2 separate regions of the Macaca mulatta genome follow, and region 1 is linked to region 2. A link is a contact called in public Hi-C data. All regions are on one chromosome and are shown on one strand. The core of a region is the stretch at or near the end of the contact, and the rest is flanking DNA. Distances in the headings are between cores, read along the strand shown. Region 1 holds the start of ARFGAP2 (ADP ribosylation factor GTPase activating protein 2). Region 2 holds the start of MADD (MAP kinase activating death domain).

The links. A called contact is a pair of places that touch in the nucleus more often than the background predicts.
Region 1: a Hi-C map of liver shows a contact between it and region 2, with 1.9 times the contacts expected there. The contact joins the promoter of ARFGAP2 here to the promoter of MADD in region 2. A contact is called at or near these places in 3 of 14 Hi-C or Micro-C datasets (fetal cortex germinal zone, fetal cortical plate and liver).

Annotation. Positions count from the first base shown.
Region 1 is chr14:18,421,950-18,428,010 of T2T-MMU8v2.0, forward strand. ARFGAP2 (ADP ribosylation factor GTPase activating protein 2) reads left to right here and starts at 3,555. Exons shown (of 17, transcript XM_077963057.1): 1 at 3,555-3,663; 2 at 3,811-3,929; 3 at 4,521-4,637; 4 at 5,102-5,262; 5 at 5,346-5,429. The coding sequence starts at 5,203. It overlaps PACSIN3 (protein kinase C and casein kinase substrate in neurons 3), which reads left to right. Exons shown (of 11, transcript NM_001266225.1): 5 at 1-10; 6 at 121-276; 7 at 875-1,050; 8 at 1,181-1,301; 9 at 1,428-1,564; 10 at 1,970-2,091; 11 at 2,413-2,940. The coding sequence ends at 2,528.
Region 2 is chr14:18,325,746-18,331,602 of T2T-MMU8v2.0, forward strand. It overlaps MADD (MAP kinase activating death domain), which reads right to left and starts at 4,391. Exons shown (of 35, transcript XM_077962850.1): 1 at 4,244-4,391. NR1H3 (nuclear receptor subfamily 1 group H member 3) reads right to left here. Exons shown (of 10, transcript XM_077962937.1): 8 at 5,536-5,649; 9 at 5,220-5,314; 10 at 4,736-5,025. The coding sequence ends at 4,879. LOC144334233 (a long non-coding RNA gene) reads left to right here and starts at 1,440. Exons shown (of 3, transcript XR_013403857.1): 1 at 1,440-1,539; 2 at 2,464-2,526; 3 at 2,625-2,956.

The sequences.
Region 1 (6,061 bases), core at 2,305-4,804, 95 kb after region 2:
GCTGAAGGAGGTGAGGCTGGGTGGGAGAGGTATCTGAGGCAGGCTCCTTCCTGGTCTGCCAGGGATCGAGGGGGCCAGGGTGTGGCATCCAGGGTCCAGCGTGGTCCCCATACATGCCAGGTTGAGGCTTCCAAGAAAAGCTACCATGCAGCCCGGAAGGACGAGAAGACAGCCCAGACAAGGGAGAGCCATGCGAAGGCAGACAGCGCCGTCTCCCAGGAGCAGCTGCGCAAACTGCAGGAACGGGTGGAACGCTGTGCCAAGGAGGCCGAGAAGGTACGGGCCTCAGGTACCAGCCCTGGCTCCCGCCCAGGGCATGGCTTCCTGAATGAGTCTTGCTCCTTGAACACCTTGTCCAGTCCCCAGCACTCTTATTACCCTAATCCTCACTTGCCACCCTCTCTCTAGATGATCATTTAAAGGAGGAACCCGACAAAAGGTGATACTTTACCTAGGGAAAGAAATGGAGTTTCAGGCACTGGGATGACTTCAGCAGTTGAGAACTTCCAGCTCTTTCCTTGCACAGTATCCCTCTGCCTGGTGTCCTTTCCTGCAGCTCTGCATATGCAAATCCTTACCATCCTGAGATGCTGCAGTTTCCACCTCCTCCAGGAAGCCTTTTCTGGTATCTCCCATCCTTTCCTGTAGGTTGACCTCATTTCAGTCTTCACCACACTCTTTTATCCGCTGCACCTGATGTCACCTCCCTTGTTAGGCTGCTGGAGTTCTTGAGGGCAGGAGTTGGGTCTTAGGACTGATAGCCCCTAGTGGCTAACCCCGGGTCTAGCAGCCCATGGCAGTGTTTGGTAAACACTGGTGGAGTCCTGGGTGGAAGAAGGTCTGGTCCTCACCAGAACCCTCCTCTCCCACCCAGACAAAAGCTCAGTATGAGCAGACGCTGGCAGAGCTGCATCGCTACACTCCACGCTACATGGAAGACATGGAGCAGGCCTTTGAGACCTGCCAGGCCGCCGAGCGCCAGCGGCTTCTTTTCTTCAAGGACATGCTGCTCACCTTACACCAGCACCTGGACCTTTCCAGCAGTGAGAAGTATGGGCTGCCTAGTGGGCGTGGAGATCTGGGGTAGTACTGGGTCTCCTCCATCTCCCCTAGGCCCTGGCTGGGACTGAGGGATGCAGGTTCTAGACTTCCTAGACTGAGGGTGTGCCTTGGGCCATAGGTTCCATGAACTCCACCGCGACTTGCACCAGGGCATCGAGGCAGCCAGTGACGAAGAGGATCTGCGCTGGTGGCGCAGCACCCACGGGCCAGGCATGGCCATGAACTGGCCACAGTTTGAGGCATGTGTTCCAGGCGGGGTGGGGCTGGGAGGTGGGATGGGCTCCCACTCAGCTCGGCCAGGGCTAGGGGTGAAGTAAGCGAAGGTGGTCTGGATGGCCTCACCTGACTAAGCACTGTCCCCACAGGAGTGGTCCTTGGACACACAGAGGACAATCAGTCGGAAAGAGAAGGGTGGCCGGAGCCCTGATGAGGTTACCTTGACCAGCATCGTGCCCACAAGAGATGGCACCGCACCCCCACCCCAGTCCCCGGGGTCCCCAGGGTGAGAGCCAGGAGCGTGGCTGTGGCAAAGAAACAGCTCTGCCTCCCACCCTCCACTCCTTTCTCCTTGGTTTCATTCCCTTCACACCTGAAATGGGTTGAAAACTGGTGCCGGGGACCTGAGGGACTACTTAGTAGTTGTAATGATACCGGTTCTCACGGTGGTTTAGATTTGCCAGGCATTTCCCACGTTCCCTCTCGTTTATGCCTTAAATCAGCTGCGTGTGGCAGGAATTGCCTCTGCTCAGAGTCCCGCATGGCGAGATAGAGCTAGAACCTTTCAGCACCTCACCTGCCTCTCCCAGGTGCCTCTGGGGGTAGGGAGGCCTTTGCCCTGATCCTGGGTGAGATCTCCAGCCCCGTGTTCCTTGCACACTGAGCTGCTCCCTTTGCCTGCCCTCTCCAGCACAGGGCAGGATGAGGAGTGGTCAGATGAAGAGAGTCCCCGGAAGGCTGCCACCGGGGTTCGGGTGCGGGCACTCTATGACTATGCTGGCCAGGAAGCTGATGAGCTGAGCTTCCGAGCAGGTACCCTGGGACCCCTTTCCTAGCTTCAGTCGGTCTCTGCTTTACCCGCCTGAGCAGGGATGTCACAAAGGAAAGCCAAATACCCACTTCTTAAGGGCCAGTCCTCTGGCCCTTCAGCTGTTCCAGGTCCAGACAGCTGGTGCCTGGTGGCTGCATTCGGGGTCTGGGGTGGGGCAGCTTGCTGACCTTGACCTGCCTCTGTCTGAGCCATGTCTTTGCTAGCTGGGCTCTGGGACCACACCATCCCCCTCAGTCCTTGACCCAGTTGCAGGAATGGGCTGGGCCAGGGCCACTAGCAGTGACCAATCCCCTTTCCCTCAGGGGAGGAGCTGCTGAAGATGAGTGAGGAGGACGAGCAGGGCTGGTGCCAAGGCCAGTTGCAGAGTGGCCGCATTGGCCTGTACCCTGCCAACTACGTGGAGTGCGTGGGCGCCTGAGTGTCCTGACAGCCCTTCTGCGATGCTTACCCACCCTGGGTGAGAGCCCAGCTTCTCCTGGAGAGCCAGACCCTCAGGGCCCTGAACCGTCGCTCCCCTGCTGCTCCTCTGTCCCTTGAGGGAGGAAGTCCTGGGACCCAGGGAGGGGAGGGGCCTTTGTCTAGGAAGGAACTGGCAGGGAGGGATGAGTCTAGGCTGAGGGCAAGATGGGAGGTCAGAAGTGACAGGGTTCAGCGGTGCCTGGGCCTCCCCAGGAGCTGTGAACTCAGTTCCTGACCTCTGCTTTGGGGTTCCTGAGGTGGGCTTGGGGTGAGTGTAGTTCCGGCCTAGCAGCACCCTCTTTTGTGGCTTGTTCTAGCGTGTATTAAAACTTGACACACACACACACACAAAACAAAAACAAAAAAACCACTGTCGGGCTCATGTGCATTTTTTTGATAGGACACCCTTGCCAGGCCTCCAGAAGGCATCTAGAGAGAGGCCTAGCGTCTGTTATGGAGCCGGGGTTGGAAAAGGGTTTGCCTGCTTGGTACCTGCTCTGGAGTTTTGAGATCCTAATCTGGGGTGGAGGGGACTCGCTGTCAGGCTTGCTGTGAGCCGAGAACGGCTGGAGGCTGGGCGAGAGGCCGGCCAGTACGTCTGCCCGTTCAGGCCGGAGGGAAGAGGAGCACTTGGGCAGCCTAATCCTTACTCATCGATCTGTAATTGGCTGGAGTGGGGGTCCCCGCCCCCAAGCTCCCGCAGCCTGCGCGGCGTAGGGGCGACTCCACCTGGGGACTGAGGCGTTGGGGGCTGTGCGCGCGAGGAGGTTTGGGCCGGTTCGCCCGCCGTCGCTCCGTCCCGGCTGCGGATTGGCCCGGCGCGTCGTTGATTCTTACGGCCGCGGCTGACGTCACTGTCCCCGTCCTGCCGGCTGCCCATTGGTCCAGATCGGGCCCCAATCACCCCACTCCTCGGCTGGCCCGGGCACAGCTAAGGCTGACCTGGTGAGCCCGCCCTCCCCGCCGTGGATTGGCCCGCGGCGGGACCCGTCTGTCGCGGTTGTGTCTGGGAAGGAGAGAAAATGGCGGCGGAGCCGAACAAGACCGAAATCCAGACTCTTTTTAAGAGGCTTCGCGCAGTTCCAACCAACAAGGTGCGTGAGCAGGGGTAGCGCGGAGTCTGTCGTCCCGCTGGGGCCTGAGGGAGGGAGAAGGGCGGAGGTGGGTTGTTTTTCTGGGGTGTCTGCGCCTGGCCTTTACTCGGGGTCCCTGATCATTCGCTCATCGCTTCCTCCACCCAGGCCTGTTTCGACTGCGGCGCCAAGAATCCGAGTTGGGCCAGCATCACGTATGGTGTTTTCTTGTGCATTGACTGTTCCGGGGTGCACCGCTCCCTGGGCGTCCATCTGAGCTTCATCAGGTTGGGTTTCCGCGCGGTTGCCGTGTTTCCACCGGGCCGGCCAGGGCTGTGTGGGCAACAAGGGAGAGTGGCTGCCTCGACTTGGACCGCTTTGAATTCAGCGGGAAGCCTCTGGGCCGAGAGGGTCCGGTAGCCTCCTGCCGGAGGGAACCACCTGTGTGGGCTCCTTGGCACATAGGCGGTCCGTCTCCGCTTCTGGGCCAAAACTCGCTGTTTTTTGATGGTCAGACTTGAGACTCTGAGCGTTGGTTGGGAGGAAAGGGAGGCATTGACCTTGTTGCTGATATGTTGTTGGCCCAATATGTCTCTAGTGAAATTGTGACCATCCATTAGGGGAAAGCCAAATCCAGGGGTGCGTGCCTGAGAACGTGACCTCCTTTCGGATCTGGGGACATAATTAGTACTCTTTGGAGTAGATGAATGAAGAGCAAAGTTTTCATGGGCAGGGTAGTGTGGAGGAAATGGGGTGATGGCTGATTAATGTTTCCTGAGTGCCTACAGCAGCCTGAGACCAAGTGACAGGTATCGGGCCGCCAGGGAAACCCTTCTGCTGGTATCTGCTGGTGGGTGAGACGCAGCCCTTGTACACAGGTCCACAGAGTTGGATTCCAACTGGAACTGGTTCCAGCTGAGGTGTATGCAGGTCGGCGGGAATGCCAATGCGGTAAAGCTCCTTCTACCTTCCCCACCTTCCATTCTTCTGCCTGGGTACTAACTTTGCACGACTCCCTAAGAGGCCCTCTCGGTTTCCCTGTTCAGAGGGTTCTCTGTTCTATAACACCACCATAAGCCATTTTCTAAAAACTTCGAAACTGGTCACAGCTTCTCTTAAATGGGTTTCAAATTCCAATTAAACTGGGCAGGTGTTCTTGGGGAAAAGCCTCAGGAGTTGGAGCCTTCACAGTCATTGAGTCTTGTGGGCCTGCCCTGGATGAAGGATGGGGAGGCTGGGAATGGTATGTTGTCCTCAGGCAGGGTTCAGTGAGGCCTGGGCTTCAGTCATATCAGAGGATGGCAGGCTGCAAGGTGTTTTTTTGCAGGAATTTCGAGGAACTGTATCTCTGAAAAACCAGTGTCAGTAGCATGTATCATCCTGTATAGATAATAACTCGACTGTCATAAGGGGATGCCTCCTACAGCCAACACATTTCCTTCTTGAGAATCACCTGTAGCACGCGCTGCTCTCTTCTTTGCTCTCCAGACGGCTTTTTTCCGCCAACATGGATGCACAGCCAATGATGCCAACACCAAATACAATAGCCGAGCTGCCCAGATGTACCGGGAGAAGATCCGGCAGCTGGGGAGTGCGGCCCTGGCTAGGCACGGCACTGATGTAAGTGCCTGTTCTTGGGGCTGGGGTGGGAGGGTTAGGAGTATTCAGAGCCCTGTGTTTCAGGGGTGCCTTCTCCTTTCTAGCTTTGGATAGACAACATAAGTAGTGCCGTTCCTAATCACTCCCCGGAGAAGAAGGACTCTGATTTCTTCACAGAACACACTCAAGTGAGTGCCCACAAGGAACGTTTTTCCCAATTGTTCTTGACAAGCAGTTTACCAAGGCCAAGGCCTTCTGTGATCATGGCTATAGATTCCATTTGCTTTGATGTGATGTCTCGGACACATGTGTGAAGTCCACTGAGTTGGAATGTATGGAGTCCGCTGTTCCTGCTGGGTAGGCCTGGGTGTTTCCTCCTCCATAAATGGGGGTGCAGTGTAGACCTCCTTAGAAATAGACTCCTATAAACTGGGCTGGTGGGGAACGGGAGCAGCTTCTTGAAGGTTCAAGAGGTGTCTAGGGCCCCAAACAAGTTTTCCTGGATTCTTCCCTTACAAGAAAGGCGCTGTGCTTGGGGACAGTGAAAGGATTCCCTCCTCCCCACCCCACCCTTTGAGGAGGGTTTCCTCTTTACTGACCCTGGGTGCTGAGGTTAGACTCTTGGCTTCAATTCCTGTTCTCTACTCAGCATTTCTGTGATGGTGGCCAAGTCGCTCGATCTGTCAAAACCTCAGTTTCTAAAATGGAGATATAGCTCCTTCATAGGGGTTGTAGTGATAATTAAATGTATTTGTATTTGAGGAACCTTTAGATCTGTGCCTGCCTAGGTGGTGTTAGGTAACTGTCTTTAACTTAGGAG
Region 2 (5,857 bases), core at 3,141-5,640:
CCTGTAATCCCAGAACTCTGGGAGGCTGAGGCGGATCACCTGAGGTCAGGAGTTCCAGACCAGTCGGCCAACATGGCAAAACCCCATCTCTACTAAAAATACAAAAAAAATAGCCAGAGGTGGTGGCATACGTCTGTAATCCCAGTTACTCGGGAGTCTGAGGCACGAGAATTGCTTTGGCGGAGGCTGCAGTGAGCCGAGATCACGCCACTGCACTCGAGCCTGGGCCACAGAGTGAGACTCCGTCTCAAGAAAAAAAAAGAAGTAGATAGTAGATAAATAATAGCTCACCTACCTATCCCTACCAGTGACTTCATTTCCAGCTTAACACCTGGGGCTCTGTTTCTGAAAAACAGACCTAGGCCGTCTAATCTGGGCTCAGTCATTGTAACAAAAATGGAAGTCACTCTCAGGATCCCTCCAGAGTGGATCAGGATCAAACCAGACTCCTTAACTAGCACTAATCTGCACTTCTAGGTCTAGATGGAAACGCAATTGTTTCAACAATCTGCATTCAGCTTGATGTGAAACTACCACATAGACTGTCTAGTTAACCATGCTCAGACAATAACAGCTGGTTATTCTACCTCATGTGATCTCAAATGAAAATGTCCATTGCCCCAATTGCTTCCTCTGCACCACTTTTCTCCGCGCTTCAGGCAAGAAAGGAGCCCAGAGGCCACTGCTACTAGCTCTGCCCTTGGTGCTGAATCATAATCTCCCCTCTATTTTGATCTTAGGCTCAGAATCAGTAATACAATACACACAGATGAGTCCTTGTCCTACTATACAATACAGAGGCTATGAATCAGAGGTAGAAATACTAGGATTTCTGCAAGGACAGGGAGAGGGAGAGGTGCTCAGAGAAATTTCTAAACTATGTTCTAAAATTAGGAAAAGCTTTCATGGTCTTAATTGTAATTTATTTCCTTTTAAGTGTCTATGCACTTCTCTAAATAAAACGTTTCACCCCGCTGCACAGCTATTTCTAGTAGGGCTATTTCTTCTATGAGTAGCAGTTCTTTTCTCATATTTCTAGTGTTCCAGGATTCTACCTCTGTGCTCTACATGCGGCCTAAGACCTTGTTCAATGCACACAGAGAGAAACCCATTATCATATATATACATACACACACACACTCTACTCCCTTACCTGCTGCTGCGGGCACTCCCATATATACAGACATACACACTCCTTGGATGCTTAAGGCCCTATTTGGTTTAGGTAATGAGTAGTTCTTTTTTCTCCCCTACCTAATAATTAACAAGACCTATTTGCAATACCTCTCAAATCCTCAAAATACTGCTTTCTCCTTTCCCTTGCTCCCAATAGAGGACCTGCAGGTAATAGGATTCAGTTTTATCTCCATAGCGACTCTGGCTCCCAGCACTATTTATAGCAGAGCCACAGCCCCTCCCCTGCTTGGTGACCGCACAGTGCTAGCAGCTGCTACTCCAGAGTCGGCCAAGGCCCATAACAATTCACTCCCCTTGAACCTAGAGACACTTCTCCCACTGACAGTACCTGCTAAGAATTAGGTTATCGTCTCCCTCCTCTGTCTGTAGTTTGTACTCCGTCCTAATTCTGACTTTTGATACTGATATCTGTACACCACCAGGTTTCCGAGCATGCCGTATATTCATTTCTAGGTATCACCACTGCTTAACAAACCCAAACGGTCCCTTTGGTTCTCCCAATTGCAAGAGTCATGAGCAAACTACAGGAGGTGGGGCACCGTAACAGAGCTGCACTCAGCTCCTCCTGAGCAGAATGCAAGGGGGAGAGAAACAGAGAAATGAAATGGGATATGAGTAAAAAGCATGATTTGTTCCAACAAAGAATTATGTAGTTAATCTGTCATGGGATTCGAAAAAAAAAAGAACTGTGTAGAAATGACTACAGCGAAAGCCAAAGTATCTCAAAGTAAAACAAAATTTATAGAACCAGAGCTCTAGGCTACACCTTGCAATCTATGTTTATATTGAAAACCAGGAGTCCTCTCCAGTCAAAATCTCAAAGATCAGGCCTGAAGCACCTCCTACTGAGTACGCATCAGGCCCCTCTAGCCTTGGAGGGATCTCAGTCCCTATCCACTGAGAACTATCTGATGAAACTCAAGTCACTCACAATCATTTCCTTCCAGAGCCACAAGGACCCTGAGATCTTGTTATTATTCTAGCTATGGGTAGGATACGATTTTTAGCCAGAATTCATCTAATCAGCAGCCACTGCCTTCAGTTATTCAGACTGCAGAGATAACTAAGATTTTTCTTCTCATTGTCTCCTCTCTCCCCTCCCCACAAAGATTAACATCTTTAACTCCTCTAAAGACTAAACCCTCTAACATCACCCACAACTCACACTCTGTCTTCACAACCAACGAGGCTCCGACTCTTGCCTGTAGCCTCAACCATATTTACTAACATAGAGCCTCTGGTTCCTGTCTTCATGTATTCCAAAAGCATAAAGCTCAAAATGCATATCTATCTGCTGAAGTCCGACATCACCATCAGCTCCACCCAGAGGTAGAATTAGGATTCACAAACTTCTAAGTTATCTATGTCTTTTCAGCAGAAATGGCCATGCTAACCAACCCTTTGGATTCGTCCCTCATTTTGCACAGGATCTCACAGTAAAACCACAGGAACCAGAGAGCAATATGACATCTCTGCTGACGTGAGCACAACAGGAGGCTCTCCTCCCCTCCTCTACCTCCCCAGGCAGTGACCTTGCAAGCTCATCAGCACGGACTGGTCCAGCGTGCGGAAGAACTGGAGCAAGGAGGCTGGCAGCTGGCAGGGTTGGGGTAGAGGGAAGGGCAGGGAAAGGTGGAAGAAGGTAGATACACGAGGATAGGGAGGAGAGTGACTGCAGAAAGATGAAATAGCGTTCTCACTCTCCAGCAAGTCAATTTTGAAACATCAAATTAAAAAAACAAAAAACAATTATTGAGAACCAAACGTGGTTCTCCAAATTTCAGCCAAAAATAAGGCGCATGCACGCACACGCACAAGCACACCCGCCAAGCGCTGTGCGGGATCGGGCCCCAAGGCTGCCCAGCTCTGCCCGCCCCCTCACCTGCTGGACAGTTCTCCTCCGCCCCCGCCCCCGCCCCGAACCCGAACCCGCGCCGCCCGCCCCGCAGGAACCAAGCCCAGTAGCCCGAGCCCCCTCCTCGGCCCGGGGCGCCCCCATCCCTGGCCCCGCCCCACGCCCTTTCACACTCCTCCAGAGCCTCCTCAGAGACCCCTTCCTCCAAGAGCCACGGTGTCCTCTCAGAGCCCGTCTCCCACTCGGAGTCCCCAGACGCTCGCCCAAAACCCCCACCGGCCCAGACTCTCCTACCTCCCAAGCTCTGGGGGACTGGCCAGGCCCGGACCGACGTCCCCGGCAGCGGGGCGTCAGTCGCTCCCCAGCGCGGCGCCGCTCCGAACGGGCGCCAGTTCCGCGTCTGCACTGGGGGGCGCGCACCACTCGCGCGGGGTGCGGAGGGGGAGGCCGGGGCCGGGGCCGTACCATTCAGCCCGGGGGGCCGGGGCTGCGCCGAGCCAAGCGCCGCGGGGCGGGGCCGACCTCCGGAGACAGCGGCTGCGCACACACCTAGTCTAGCGCCCATGGGCACGGGAGGGCGCGCCAGGCCGACCCAGCGCCGTCGCGTGCAAAGGGGAGGACACACGGCAGTACCTTCTGTTTGGGTCGCTCAGAAAGACTTTAACCCGACGGGGTCATAGCGCCCATTTCGACGACATGTGGATTCCTCTGAAAGTCACTTCCCAAGATAATCGGCCCCTGAGACTTCCTGACGGGCTCCCCATCCCCCTGCTCCCACACCTCACTCGCTTTGGCGGTGCTCGGAGCCCAAGCCGGCTGTCGCGCGGTGGAGCCTACCAATCCTGGGCCGCGGGGGCGCAGGGGGGCGCGCGGCCGCGGTTACCTCCTTCGGGCGCGCGCGGGGAGGGGGGCGTGGCAGCGCCGCGGCGCCCGCTGGGAAATGGAGTCCCCTGCGTCTGCGAGGCCAGCCCCGCCGCAGGACAGCCTCCTCGCGGCCACACGACTCTTCTCTTCCTGTCCCAAAGGACCTGGGGGCCGAAACTGGGTTCTGGGTCTTTCAGGTTGTGCCTTTTTCAGATGCCAAAGGAAAAACTACGGCATGCTAGACACGCACGTGAGGTGCACAGCCGAGGCCTTAGCGCTGAAATCCAACACTTCCTCCTCCCCCGCAGAAAGGCAACCGGATCCTACCTGGATCCCAGCAGGGGAAGGGGGCGCCTAAGCCTCAGCATTCCATTTATTCATATGGCGCAGTGGGGGTTAGTAAGAAGAGGCCCCCTCTCACGGCCAAGCCTGTCACTTGTGACCCTCCCTCCTCTGAGCCTGGAGGCGGATCCTAAAGATCGCAGGCTTCCTCCTCTACTACCGTGTCCCCACCCCCAATACAGACATTGGTTTCTCTCATTTTGTATTCATTTTGATCTTCCTGTTCAAACAGTACCAGACCTATCAGTGAGGCGGCGCTGAGACATTTATGGCCATACCACAAAGTGACAGTGGAGAATTTTTCTTGGGGCCCTGTGGGAAAAACAGGAAGTGGTGGAGGCAGGATGGGCAGGGCGCTGGAGAACCTTGTGCAAAGTGGCCCCCAGGCCCATCCGTTTGTGGGATCAGTGTGGTCTTCAGATACAGCACAGCGTTAGCGGGCGCCCCACTGCTCAGTAGCCACAAAACTCCCAACTCTTTGACTCTCTTTTAATGCCACGGGTGGATCTCCTTGCCCAGCTCCTAGGAATGTTTGCCCTTCTCAGTCTGTTCCACTTCTAGGAGGCAGCCACCAGGCCTCAGCCATCCGGCCCAGAAAACAAAATATGAGAAAAGAACAGTCATTCGTGCACATCCCAGATCTCAGAGAGCAGCGGTGGGAGCTTTTTGTCCTGCAGACGCAGTGCAAACACTTGCTCTGAGTGGACGCTGCTCAGGGTCCGGAGGCTCACCAGTTTCATTAGCATCCGTGGGAACATCAGTCGGTCCTGGGGAAAGGAGAGAGACAAGAACAGCTTTTGCCTGTCTGCAGGGAAGCGGGGCAAGGGTAGGGGAGTTGTGGGAGAGGTGAGTTGTCTGCACACCATGCAGTCAGAGAGAAATTCTTGAAGGGAAAGTAGGTGTATCAGGGAATGGGCCTGTGTGTGGGAAGGAGGAAAAGGGGCACCATGGGGAGACTCACATGGGGATGGTGGATGGAGACGTAGGCATGCAGGGCTTCCACATATGTGTGCTGCAGCCTCTCTACCTGGAGCTGGTCCTGCACATTGGGCCGGTCTATAGGTCACCAAGAGAGTTGAGAAGCAGGTCTGGCCAGGGTCCAGTTCCATACCCCAAGTTGCAACCAAAATATAGAGACATGCTCCAGCCAAGCTCTCTCATCCCTAAATAACAGAGCAAATGCCTCCACCCTCCCAAGCCACCCCCTGATTCCTGTGGGGCCTGCAGCCCTCCTTGGTGCAAGTCTCTTGCTGTTTCCCATTGCCCCTCCTCCACACCTGCAGAGAAGATGCTGATGGCAATGAGCAAAGCAAACTCAGCATCATTAAGTTGCAGCTCATTCATGGCCCTGGAGAACTCGAAGATGGGGTTGATGAATTCCACTTGCAGCCCTGGGGAGGAAGAAGGGAGGCTGACACATGCAGCAGGAGCAGCAGGAACTTCCTTCTCTCCTCCAGCGCCTTACCTTAGAGAACTACTAGGAACTCACTAAGAAGTTTACCGGGGCTGGGCACGGTGGCTCACGCCTGTAATCCCAACACTTTGGGAGGCTGAGGCGGGCGGATCACCCGAGGTCAGGAGTTCGAGAAGAGCCTGGCC